Regions from separate parts of the Mus musculus genome. Here region 1 is linked to region 2. The links are chromatin contacts, called in public promoter capture Hi-C maps. All regions are on one chromosome and are shown on one strand. The core of a region is the stretch at or near the end of the contact, and the rest is flanking DNA. Distances in the headings are between cores, read along the strand shown. Region 1 holds the start of Tmem86a (transmembrane protein 86A). Region 2 holds the start of Plekhf1 (pleckstrin homology domain containing, family F (with FYVE domain) member 1).

Region 1 (6,076 bases), core at 2,095-4,594, 8.8 Mb before region 2:
TGGGAGCCCCTTCAGCTTACCCCCCTTCAAGACTGCCCCTTTCCCAGAAGCCGCCTGCTGGTCCAGCTCCTGCATGACCCCAAAGTCTGGGCCCCCAGCCCCAAGAGAAAGGTGAGCAGACCCCAGTCCCTTCAGTCGGCCTTGCTCAGTCTGTAGTCTTCTCCCACTGGCTCTCGGCTCTCGACAGCTGACAGGGCAATGAGCATCTGAGCAGCATAGTAGGTAGACATGATCAGTGCCCGGGAGTAGGGCACGGGGAAGCAGAACTTGTTGAGAGCGATGGTCAGGTCCGAGAGGATGAAGAGCAGAGCACCACCGCCGGCCGCCAGCTCTGTCCACCGCCAGGCTGCCCCAACCAACCGCAGCCCTGCCATAGCTCTCCAGCCCATGAAGCTGATGAGGGCCACATAGACCCCCACCAGGTAGGTGAAAGCACCTGACAGGCCAGGGTAGAGCAGGGCATAGCACAGGCCTGACAGCACTCCGATCACCAGGCCTGTCCGCAGAGCCAGTGGCCGCATGCCAAAGGCCGCGGCGTAGAGGATGTGTGCCACGGCAAACATCAGGAGACCTGAAAGGGCGAGAGGATAAAGACTGCTAAAGGAAGGTTTGTGGCTAAAGAGTACTTGAGAGCTTGAGAGAAGGGGACTGGGGATAACCCAGCAGCTTTCCCCCGGGCGCCTAAGAGGGGGTAAGAACAGCCATAGTTTTAAACTCACACTCTCACACTCTCCTTTACAGAACTGGTCCCCAGCCTCAGAAACTCTCCAACTCCCTGTTCCCTCTTCTGCAGCCTCATCCTACCCCAACCAGGACCCTTTTTCGTCCAGCCCCAAGTACCCACCCAGGCAATTCCTGTAACTACTGACCATGTTCAAAGTATCCGTGGTCCTGCCAGATGAGGAAGGCATCACCCACAGCAGAAAAGACAAGTCCCACGAAGATGAGGGAGGCACTGGGGTGAGCCAGCAGAAACCGAACACCATGAGCCAGAAGAAAAAGCCAGAGGCAAAAGATGGGCAGGCACTTGATAAGGGCGCTGACCCACGATGGGCTGGATGAAGGCAGCCAGAGCACAAAATACACACAGGTAGCCTTAAAGAAGGGCACCAGTTTGGGTCCTTCGCTCTTCACCTGGAGGAGACAGAACAAGGACAACACTCAGAGGTTAGGGGCACAAAAGCCCACAGTGAGATCTAAAAATCTTACACCTTTCCCCAAGGCTGCAGTGCACACCCCAGCCCTATACCACTGAGAACAAAGAGTTCTGACAGAGAAACCTAGCCTGTCTGGCTCCAAGCAGCCAGCAGGATGTGAAAGCCATTATCACCCTGAGGCTCAATTTACCAGGACAGGCAAGGGCTCCACTGTCCAGTCACTCTGGTCCACTGTAGGTCCTGGAACTTGGCCAGAGTCGTCACTCACTGAGCCAACAGTGCCGATTAGGATACTCCTTTCTGCAGCCCAGCCCTGTTCCCTCCTGGCTCTCTGCTCTCCCCTTCTCCAGGCACCCCTTACCACCTCTCCCTGTCAGCCTAAGCTCCCAGCTGTGTGGAACTGGAGTAAGGTCACAGGGAAACCACAGAAATGCACTGACTGGCCAACTCATGACCCAAGCTTTAGAGCCAGGACTCGGGCTTAAAGCCCTGGCAACACCAGGTGAGTGTCAGGAATGTAGGGGTGACAGTACCTCCACCCCACAAGCTTTCTGTCCTGCCTGCCCCCGCCCCGACCTTCCACTCTACCTATGTCAGACTAAAGGTGGCATCAAGGACAAAGAGAGGTGCTAGGGATGCTGGGAAGAGAACTAGATCTGTGTTGGGAGAAGAAACAGTGTTTGAAAGGCCAGAGGTTTCCAGGCTAGGAAAAGGGGATGTTGGCCATTTCTTTCCCAGAGAACAAGAGCAACTTGAGGCACCAGAGACAGGAAGGGGGGTGGGGAGGGCTTCTGATCTGGAGCCAGCAGACAGGCTGGGAGGAGATGGGGAACTGAGAGGGGGAAGTTGGCCAGCTGACTGGGTCTCAGCTGGATTAGGGGGAGGGCAGCTAAAGAAAGGTTTTACTCAAGGCCACTGCAGGCAGAGTCTGAGCAGGGGGAGGAGATTCTGCAGATGTTCTGTGGTCTCCCGAAGCTCCTTCCCCTGGCCTGCAAGTTCAGGGTTTCTGAGCATGAATTGGAGCAGTTGAGGTTCCCTATAGACCCATACTCCAACAAAAGTGCTCTGACTGTGTGTGAGCAAGCCACTCCACACAGGACTCTGAAGGGACAAGACACTTAGATCCCCTGGCAACCAGGTACCTGATGCAACTAGGAAAGGGTAGAGAAGAGACATATAGTGGGTCCAGAGTACAAGCCTGCTCTTGTTTTTCCAGAGGTTAGAGATGGGAGCAGAGTTGACACTCCCTTCCCATGGAAACTCCCTTATCAGGGATAGTCAGAGTGAGGGCAAGGCCAAAGGGAGGAAACGGGGGGGGGGGGGGGGGGGAGGGATGCCCAGCTCCACCTGTCAGCCTTCAGAAACATCACCTTTGCATGCCCAGCTCCACCTGTCAGCCTTCAGAAACATCACCTTTGCTCCCCCTCCCCCTACTCCCCAGACCCATATTTCCTAGAAGAAACTGGCAGTAAGTGGTGAAATCATGACAGTCAGAGAAGCCAGCCTTAGAAGTGTGAAGAGACAACTCAAAGGCTGGAGTTGAGAAAGTCTGGAAAGGAGGTCAGGTCAACAGAGAGAGGTCCACCTTCACCTATCGCCTGAACAGCGTTACTAAGACAGAGGCGTCACCTCCTGCACCTACAATATTAAGAGAAACTTGGGGCATTCCCAGGAAGTCGGCACCCCCCTGCACCCTCTCGAATGCTTCCCTGAGGGTCCACCACACAGAACCCTAGGGCCTGCAGCATCCAGTTCCAGGCCAAGACCTGCAGACCCGCTCCAGACACTCATGGATCAACAGTCACGCTTCCGAGTCACGTGCACAATGTTTTCCTCCCTCCCGCGGGCAGACGAGGGGCGCGCGTAGGAGGGACGCTACAAGAGTGAGGAGCTAAAAACCGTGACAGCAGCCGCTTCCCCGGAGGGGACAGCACCTTCCTCCGCCCCCCTCGGCGGCCCGGCTTGCCGCTGCCTCGTCCCAGGCCCGGGGGGCTTGGCCGCGGGCTCGCGCGCTCGCGCACTCACCACAGTGACCGGAGACACCATGGCGGCGGCGGCTGCGGCTGCGGCTGCTGGCACCCGCTCCGGGTTGCACCACCAGGACGCACCCAGAGCCAGGTGAGCAGACGACCGAACAAAGCTGGGGTGAAGCACAATACCTCCCGCGCGCTGGGCGCTCAGAGTACTGTCTGTGAACCCGACGACGTCACCACAGACCCAGCCAATGAACGGGCCGAAGCCTCGTATGGGCGGAGCCCTGCTGGCGGCGCCGGCCGGGCTCCCTCTGTTTCTGCGTTGAAAAGGAGATCCTCCCACCCCCGGGCGTGGGCGTGGCCTTCAGGCCACGCCTCTTAGGGAGGCGTGCCAGGGCATCCCGGAACGTGACGGCGACCCCCAAGGTTGGATAGCCAGCCTGGCTAAGAGACAGGCACACCACTGACCCGGAGCACAGCGAGATGCATCTTCTCTTAACACCGGAACAAAAAGCAAAGGCAGATTCTCGTCAACCTTTAAACATACCATCTAGGCGGATGCAATTCCTTTAAGACATGTCTTTGACAATGTCCCAATGTGTCCCAATGGACACAGAGGATCAACAGACACTCAACGTTCAGCATGGTAAGAGATATGTATCCAGGCACACAATATACTATATAGACTCGTAGTAGCATTAAGCACGCGTGGACACTTGTACACTAAACAAATAAAGCTACAGAAAGGGAGCTGTGGGTTGACCATCATCCTTCACCGTACCATGAAAGACACGATGAAAGCAAGCAGCAGCCTGTATGTGGACCCCATAACAGCAATGAGTAAACAAATTACAGGCACTAGGTTGCCTTGAACATACACCCCTCACAGCTGCAGCAACGGTGACCAAAAGACCCAAAGGCGTGTAAACTGGCTGCCAGAAAAACAATAAAATGGTTATAATACTAGTGGTTTGAAGCATGTTTAGAAGTATGTGTTCAGAATTTGGTGGATTGGCAAGGAGTCAAATGGACTGCAATGCGGCTGTGTTTGCCACTTCCATAGCCTTTGCCTCTGTAGCCTAGATTTCCTCAACTGTAAAATGCATGGGTGACCTCTAAGGCTCTGCTCAATCCAGACACGTTGTGTAGGATGAAGAAGGGGAAAGGTACCTGGTTTCGGGAAGTACAAGTCTATCTAGCAGGCTACATGGGGATGCAGGTTTCCAAATACATCCAAAAGGGTAGGAATGTGGTCTGTAATATACACAAAGCTTTCAGCGGTTGGAAAGGCAAAGAACGCTGGCCACTCCTGAGATGGGGATACAGGGCTGTATACTAGACCCCAACCTCGTGCTGGCCAGGGAGAGACACATACTGAACTCTCCAGTGAGCTCTTCCTGAGGTCATTCTCTTCATTTCCCCCTCCAGGCCTTCCCCAGCCATCCTGGTCCCTAAACTACCGACCTGACATCCCCTCAGAGAGGGACAGCCCTTTTCCTAGTGACAGTATTGACAACCGAAAATTCCAAATGTCATCCAAAAAAGGTGAGAGTCAAGGTTTGAGGGAGGGGAGTCACATGCCTAATCTCTAGGCACACTCATGTTTTTTCCTAGTTAGCAGCTTCTCACCTACATTATCTGAATGAGCAATGAGAATGGCTGCCCCCAAGGCTTTGTCATATACACTATTACCAAATGTGTTGCTCAGAAAGAACATTGAACTGAAAGCAACACGGACTTGGCCCCTCCTTGCCTGGGACTTACTGGTGGTGTAATTGGGCACACGCTACTCCATCTTTGGAGCCTCAGTCTCCCATCAACAGGTTATAAAATCACCACACGCATTTACAAACCTTCCCATGTCACTTAAGGGTGTAGTCAAGCCAGGCATTTTTGTTTCTCTGGACCCTAGTTTGCCTAATTATAAAGATGAGACTGTGAACTTTTAAGAGGATTTCTCTTACTAGGGGAAGAGTGAATGTAGTTGAGGTCAGAGTTGTCAGAACTCCCGGACGTGGTATACAAGCATCTGTGAATTGCCCGAATGGCAACTCTGCTGGGACCAGAACTCTGGTCCTCTGCAAGAGCAGTGCTTTAACCCACCAAGCCATCTCTCCAACCCCTGAGACCGTAAACTTTAATAGTTGGGGCCAGCCAAAATTACTGGAGACCAACATGTTGTTGGTCATAGTGGCACACACCTCTAATCCCAGCACTCAGGAGGCAGAGCTAGGTGGATCTCTTGAGTTTGAGGCCAGCCTGGTCTACATAGTGAATCCAAGATAGCCAGGGTTCTGTTACACAAGAGAAAGAAAAAAAGAAAGTCAATGTCCTACCTTAGCCCTACTAATTCACCAATTGTCATAAGCTTCATATACAAATACCTAAAGATACAAAAAAATAAAAGGTCTAAAAATGTTATTCACAGGATTTTACTACCAGTAGGCAAAGTAATTACATAAGTAGGTGGCCCACAAAAGCATAGCACCACTCCTCCGTGCCACTTCTAAGACTGCCCTCTTGCCCATTCAGAGTTGTTTGTTGTTTTGTTTTGAGACAGAGTCTCACTGTATGGCTCTGGGTAACCTGGAACTCTATGTAAATTAGGCTGGCACTAAACATACAGAGATCAGCTGCCTCTGCCTCCCAACTGTTGAGACTGAATGTGTGTCACCATACGCAGTCCAGATATTTCCTTGGTCCTTCCCTCTGCCCTGGGAGCCCAAGCCCTAGACTTAAGTACGGTGCATCCCAGGACTCCCACTTCTAGTTGAATTCAGCTGAGAGCCTGTCAGGGTGGGAGGAAAACATGGACAAAGCCCACCTGACCAGGCTGAGAATCTGGCGTTTCTAGAAACTATGCTCCTCCCTGGCTAACTCCAGGCTGTCTTCCTAAAACCTCAGGCTTTGGGCAGTGTTGTCTCTGGACCAATGGGCTTTGGCAGT
Region 2 (6,040 bases), core at 1,492-3,991:
AATGATAACTCCTGGTGGTCTTTTTTCACACAGGAATTTGCCAAAAACAAAAAACAAAACAAAATAAAAACTAGCCTCCTGACCTTGGGGTTTCCCCGACTCCCTGGTCCCTGTGTCTGGAAACCAGCTTTTCCCAGAAAGGACTTTTTTAGCCAGGGAAGCAGAAAAGGTCTCCAGGAAACTTCATTTTTTCCATAGCTGTGGCTTGGCTGACTCAACTTCTGCCTTTTCCTGAGTCACAAGTTTGTTCTCTTCCTTGGAGAAGGGAGGGAGCCCTCCGCTCAGGCCTCTCCACCCACAGCCAGCCCCCGCTGGGAAGGGGTGGGTAGCTGGATGGTCTGCTTAAGCGGCTCTAGGGATTCCCCACCCTTCCAGGCAGCTTCGGGAGATGCTGGGGCTAGGAGACAGCGGGTACTGAGTTCTAACGGGCCCCGAGTCACCAGTGGAGCAAACCTGGAGACGTTTCCTGACTCCAACATCTGGTCTTTTAGACTCCCTCCTCCAGGCAGTCCCTCTCTGCCAGGTACTGTGTTGGATGCCAAAATGCCAGAACAAATAAAACCGCTCTGCCCTTGCAGGGACCATTCTCATCCTGGTCACCTCCATTTCTCCCTGAGAAGTTCCTCCTCGCTAAGGATGGGTGGCTCAGCCCATGCTGTGGAAACTCAGAGCCAGGCTTTGTCCTAACACTCCAGTAATAGTTACATCCTAGCCTAGGGGACTTCAGACCTTGCCTTCCCTCTGGACAGTGGAGAGTGTGGCTACACCTCCAACCAAAAATCCAAGTGGGATGCATCTGTGGGTTCTAGAGAGTGTTGGGGTCTGTAGTAGAAAATGAGCCCCATCTAAAGAGGGCTGTTTGCTGTGGACAAATATGTTGATGAATATTTCTAATCCCAATCCAGGGTTTCTACCCCAGCTTTGACCATTAATTCCCAAATAAAGGATACATACAACCTTTATACTTCCAATAAGCTTTAATCAGCACAAGAGCTGGGCAGATATCTATCCTCTATGCTATATAATATAATAATTCCATTATATAATTTGCTATGTTTCATCTGGGCTGCTCTTAACTCCAACTAGCCACCCCACATGGAGATTATTTTAAGGTTCTTACCCCATGGCGTTTTCCTTTTTTTTTCACCTCCTTTTTTTCTCCTGGTCGAGGTCTCCTTGACCCCCAAACTGGGGAACTCAAGACCACGCCTATCTCTCTTTTGCCCAACTATTGGCTGTGGGCAGCTTTATTCACCAATCAGGGACAAGCTGGGGGGCAAGGTTACATAGGGCAATTTATAGAGTATGTGCAAGGCTCCCTGGAAGCAACCTGGCCTTGTTATTATATTGTAATTTAGCATTACAATATAAGCAAACGACCAGACCTCTGCATAAATAAACCAATATTGCCAAATCCTTGATTGACTGACTGAGACAAGGTCTCATTATGTAGCTCAGGCTGCCCTCAAACTCCATCCTCCTGCCTCAGCCTCCTGCGTGCTGAGATCACAGGCATATGACACCCAGATCCCTAAATCTTATGATTAAAGATGAGCTAAAGTCAGGGCTGGAGATATAATATCTCACTGGTGGAGTACTTCTCTAGAACTTGAGATTGTGAGTTTACTGGAGGGGGGGCTAAAAGTCTCTATTTTTATGTGTCTTCTCCCCATCTGAAATATTCACAGCAGTGCATTTTGTAAATGATTAAACAAACTTCAAACCTAAAAGAAATATCAATAAGCGCTGGTGGGGTAAGGATGTGGGGGATGGTAGGGATTAAGGGACAGTTTAGGGAAGGGTCTGCCCCTAACACCATCACCAGAGGGCCACACCATCCCCTTCCAAACCCAGTTTGGTCTTGGCCCAGCGGGTACCAGGCTAACCAGAGCTAGTCCCTCTTCAATGTAACCAGTTTAGCAACACAAACTGACACTATAGACTAATATTAGCCCAGCAGTCTAGAGACAGAGGCAAGGCTTCTATGAGTTCAGGGATAGCCTAGTCTACATATAGAATTTCTGGTCAGCCAGGGGTAACAAGACAATAAAAAATGGATGGAGTTGAGAACTGCTGCTTTGTGGCCAAGGAGACCTCTCTGAGGAGGTGACACTGAAATGACAAAGGAGGGAGAGGGCGAAGGGTGGGAGTGGTTTTTAAGGAACCAGAAGACAGTGGATGAGAATTGCGTGGGGGCAGGTGAGATGGGAAAGCAGCCTTGGAATTGAGTTCTAAGTGACACCAGTAGCCAGGGCGGGGTACCTGTTCGTCTTGGATCTACACGATGAATGCCTGGGGTCCACTAAACTAATTTCCTCCCGTGTACTTTTGACATTTTCCTCTAGGAAAAAAATTATAAAGTTCTGTTGATCGTTAAGAAAACGTGTGTCTCTGTGGCTGAAAAGAGTAACATCATAGTAACAGGGGCACCTGAGGGCCCACCACTCCGTCATGCCTGCTTCCCTCACAGGCTGTTCCTCTGACCAGCGCCGACTCAGTCTTGAGTGTGGCGACCAGCAAAGCTGGGAACCGGACTCCAACCAGGAATCAGCCCATCGTCCCCACGCACAACCGCTGCTGACCCGTTTACGGTCCAGCGGTTTAATTACGCCCGCGCACATTTCTGGAGAACTCGGGCCGGCTCCGCCCCCGCCTGCGTGCCAGGGCTTCGATTGGTCCAGAGTCCCTCGAAGGGGCGTGACCAGAGAATTGGAACCCGGAGGCGTGGGCGGCGCAGGGATTGGCGGGCGCCAGTTCGGGACTGGCTGTGCGGACGCGGAGGTTCCTACGGGAGGTAAGCAGGCTACGGAGGGGGAGAGCGCTCCCCTTCCGCCCTCCACCCTGCCAGGTCTGCAGCTGTGGGTAGAGGTGGCCTCAGGAACCCGCATCTGGGGCTCCACTGGAGCAGAGGCTGCTCGCTGTTTTCTGACTTGGGAAGGGGTTGACAGCTGGGACTCTAGGGCCACTGAGTCCCAGGACTGTGCGCGAGTTGGAGAAGGGTTCTCCGCAGAGTCTCTACCCTCTCCTTATCCCGTGATGTTCCGGGAACCTCGTCTTGGCCAGAGACGTCTTGGGTTGGGAGGGACGGTTCTCAATAGCCTCGGATTTGGGACCCTGAAGAGTTTGAGTTCGCGACTCTTCATATAGGAAGTTATTGGTGTGGGACCGGGCCTGGATTCTCCTAGGGAGTAACTGAAGTACAATAAAGAGGTGTCCCCAGGCCTTAGCAGGAGGGAAACCGGCAGTTCCAAGTCTCAGTGGAATGTGTGCACTCCCCGGAGAGGGCGCAGTCCTTAGAATGTGAACAAAACCGGTATCAGATTCTACCCGGTCAGAGGCTGCAGAGGAGGGGCGATCAGTGCTAGAGTCAAGACCCCTGCGGTTTTTGTAAGCTGAAGTGCTTCATTTGCTGTGCGTCCTGCCCACGTCAGCCCTCAGAGCTGCTCAGAGTGGCTAGGCCAGTTAGTTGTCTGAGCACTGGGACCTGGCCAACCCTGTCCCGCCAAGGAAGGAGGGGTTTGGCATTGTGGCCTGCGGGATGGGACTGACTACCCTGTGTGTTATGCGGTGAAAGACACCAAAGTCAGGCAGTAGGAAAGACTACACACTCTGGATTTTAAGAACTTCTGACCCAGGGCATGTTTTTTTTGTTGTTGTTGTTTGTTTGTTTGTTTGTTTGTTTGTTTTTTGGGGGGGTGGGGGCGTGTTGTTTTGTTTACTAGGGCCAAAAGTTTCAGAAGTTATTGTCTCCTTTTCATCATGTGAATTCCCGGGATAGGACATGGCCACAAACACCAGGTTACCCAAAAGATTTTGCTTTTTTTGAGATAAGGTCTCCTTGTATAGTCCAGATTGACCTACAACTCTCTACCTTCCTATCTAATCTTACCAGATGCTAGATTATAGGAATGCCCTCTGGGCCAAAGTTTTTCTACCTTGGCTCAGAGTTTATCTGGAAGCTGGGCCCACTCCTGAGGTTCTTGGGTGGTGACTGTGAAGTGGCTCATGGGCACGGAGTTACAGCCATGCTTTGTGCTTAATTAACATTGTGTCTAGCAAACAGTGGGTGCTAAGAAAGTAGCACCTAAGGGTTTATTTTCCTTAATCTGTTCTCCTGGAGGAAGATTCTAGAAGGTCTCAGTGACTCTGTTGGGTGGTGCCACTCCCTTAGTACCCTTGTAATAACTCTGGAATGCTCACACTGGCCTGTGGACCTGCAAGACAGGCCCTGCCTGCCCCTTGTAACCTTACCTCTTACTCCCGTACCTCACTCCTTCCTGAGTTCAGGGCCCCAGACCTCTCTTAAGGGCTGTACTGCAGTGAGCAAGAGGGCTTGAGGACTTGCATCAGGACAGAACCCATATTGTTGTGAGCCACATCCACACGCAAGGTGTCTTGTGCATTTTACCAGTAAGGGGCCAGAGAGTAAATACATGTTAGATTGTGTTAGTCTGAGTGTGGTTGTATTTCACTAAGGTTGCATTTAGGAAGCCTGGCAGTGGCTCATAATGGGTCTGGATTTTTAGTTTCTGGTTGTAGATCACCAGTCCTTCTCGTTGACTATGTGTTCCTCGGTGCTGGGCATTTGGTTTGCTTCTGCCTCTTGGCTCTAGTAAACACACACAAGAGTATAGCTATCCCTTCCAATCCCTTTGGAGATAGATGCACAGTGGGAAAGGTAGGTATATGGTAAATGTATTTTTAATGTTTTGCGGAGTCTTCAGGTTGTTTCCCATCGTATCTATGTCGTTTTTTTTTTTTCCCTCAAGATGTATTTGTTAATTTTATGAGTGTTTCTATGTCTGTGCACTACACGTATGCAGATACCCTTGGAACTGGAGTTACTGGGGGCTGTGAGTTACTGGTGGCTGGGTCTGTGCAAGCGTATGGAGAGCCACTGAGCCGTCCCCCAAGCCTGTGGCTGTGACAGTTTACATCCCCAGCAGCAGTACACACTCTTCCCACTTTTCCACTCTGGCACCAACTGGAATTTCTTTGCTAGGAACTTTCCAATGGGTATGAGATCTCCTCCAGTTTAGATGGGCTTCTTTAACGGTTTGAAACCTTGTGTGGTTTCTGCTTGAGTGACATTCAGTTGTATGTGCCAACCTAGAGATGCTCACTTCGGCCGGACCTGGGCTTTTGGGGGTTTGTTGTTGGTTTTTTTGTTTTGTTTTGTTTTAATTCATTTTTATTTTTATTTTTATTCATGGGTCTGTATGACTGAAGGCCACATGTATGTGAATGTCTCGGAGGCCAGATGAATGTGTTAGTCCCCTGGAGCTGGAGTTAACAGGCAGTTGTGGCCACCCGATGCGGGTACTGGGATCCAGATGCTGGCCTCAGGAAGAACAGCAAGTGAGCTGAGACATTGCTCCTCGTCCTTTCCCTCCGCTCCTAAGAGTTTCAGTTGACCCTGCTATCCTTACGCCACTGCGCCTTTGGGCTTCCTGCCCCTGGGCCTCTCTGGCCTCCTCACAGTGAGATGTTATCCACATTGGCCTCCAGCACAGTGCCTGGTGGCCTTGGAGGTAGCATGCTGGCACATTTGGGTTTGTTGTATTGTCCCTCAGCCAAGAACTGATGATCAGGTGGCAGAACAAAGTTTGAAGCCAAGATCAGCTAACTAAAAATAGTTACATCAGGTGGTGTGGGCAGCCCTGAGGCCTGAAGGGGGGGAGCGAAACAGGACTGAAGAGGTTCGGTGTCTCCTCCAGGCTGACTTCTTGTCTCCTCCCTTCCCATCCCCCACCTCCAGATTCCCACAGGCAGCCTCACATTACAGAACCGCGGTACGGTGACCTAGAAATGTATGTGTAGTGTGGTGTGTGTGTGTGTGTGTGTGTGTGTGTGTGTGTGTGTGTGTGTGTGTGTGCGCGCGCAAGCAAGTGTTTGCATGTGGTAAGAGGTCAACTCCTGCTTCCTTTCAACAAGTAAGAGGTGAGTGGTTTGTGCACCTGGCACCTACCGTGTCCATGGCACAGTTTTAAGAATTGCTGATCTAGTCATTGGCAAGAAATTGGCAAGAAAAGGCTTCTAT

The links. Promoter capture Hi-C pulls out the DNA fragments that hold promoters and counts their contacts.
Region 1: a contact with region 2 is called in a promoter capture Hi-C map of embryonic stem cells. The contact joins the promoter of Tmem86a here to the promoter of Plekhf1 in region 2. A contact is called at or near these places in 3 of 39 promoter capture datasets (cranial neural crest, embryonic stem cells and second pharyngeal arch cranial neural crest).

What each region holds. Positions count from the first base shown.
Region 1 is chr7:47,047,908-47,053,983 of GRCm38.p6, reverse strand. It overlaps Tmem86a (transmembrane protein 86A), which reads right to left and starts at 3,344. Exons shown (of 3, transcript NM_026436.3): 1 at 3,183-3,344; 2 at 870-1,134; 3 at 1-571. The coding sequence starts at 3,203. The coding sequence ends at 132.
Region 2 is chr7:38,224,695-38,230,734 of GRCm38.p6, reverse strand. Plekhf1 (pleckstrin homology domain containing, family F (with FYVE domain) member 1) reads left to right here and starts at 2,741. Exons shown (of 2, transcript NM_024413.2): 1 at 2,741-2,794.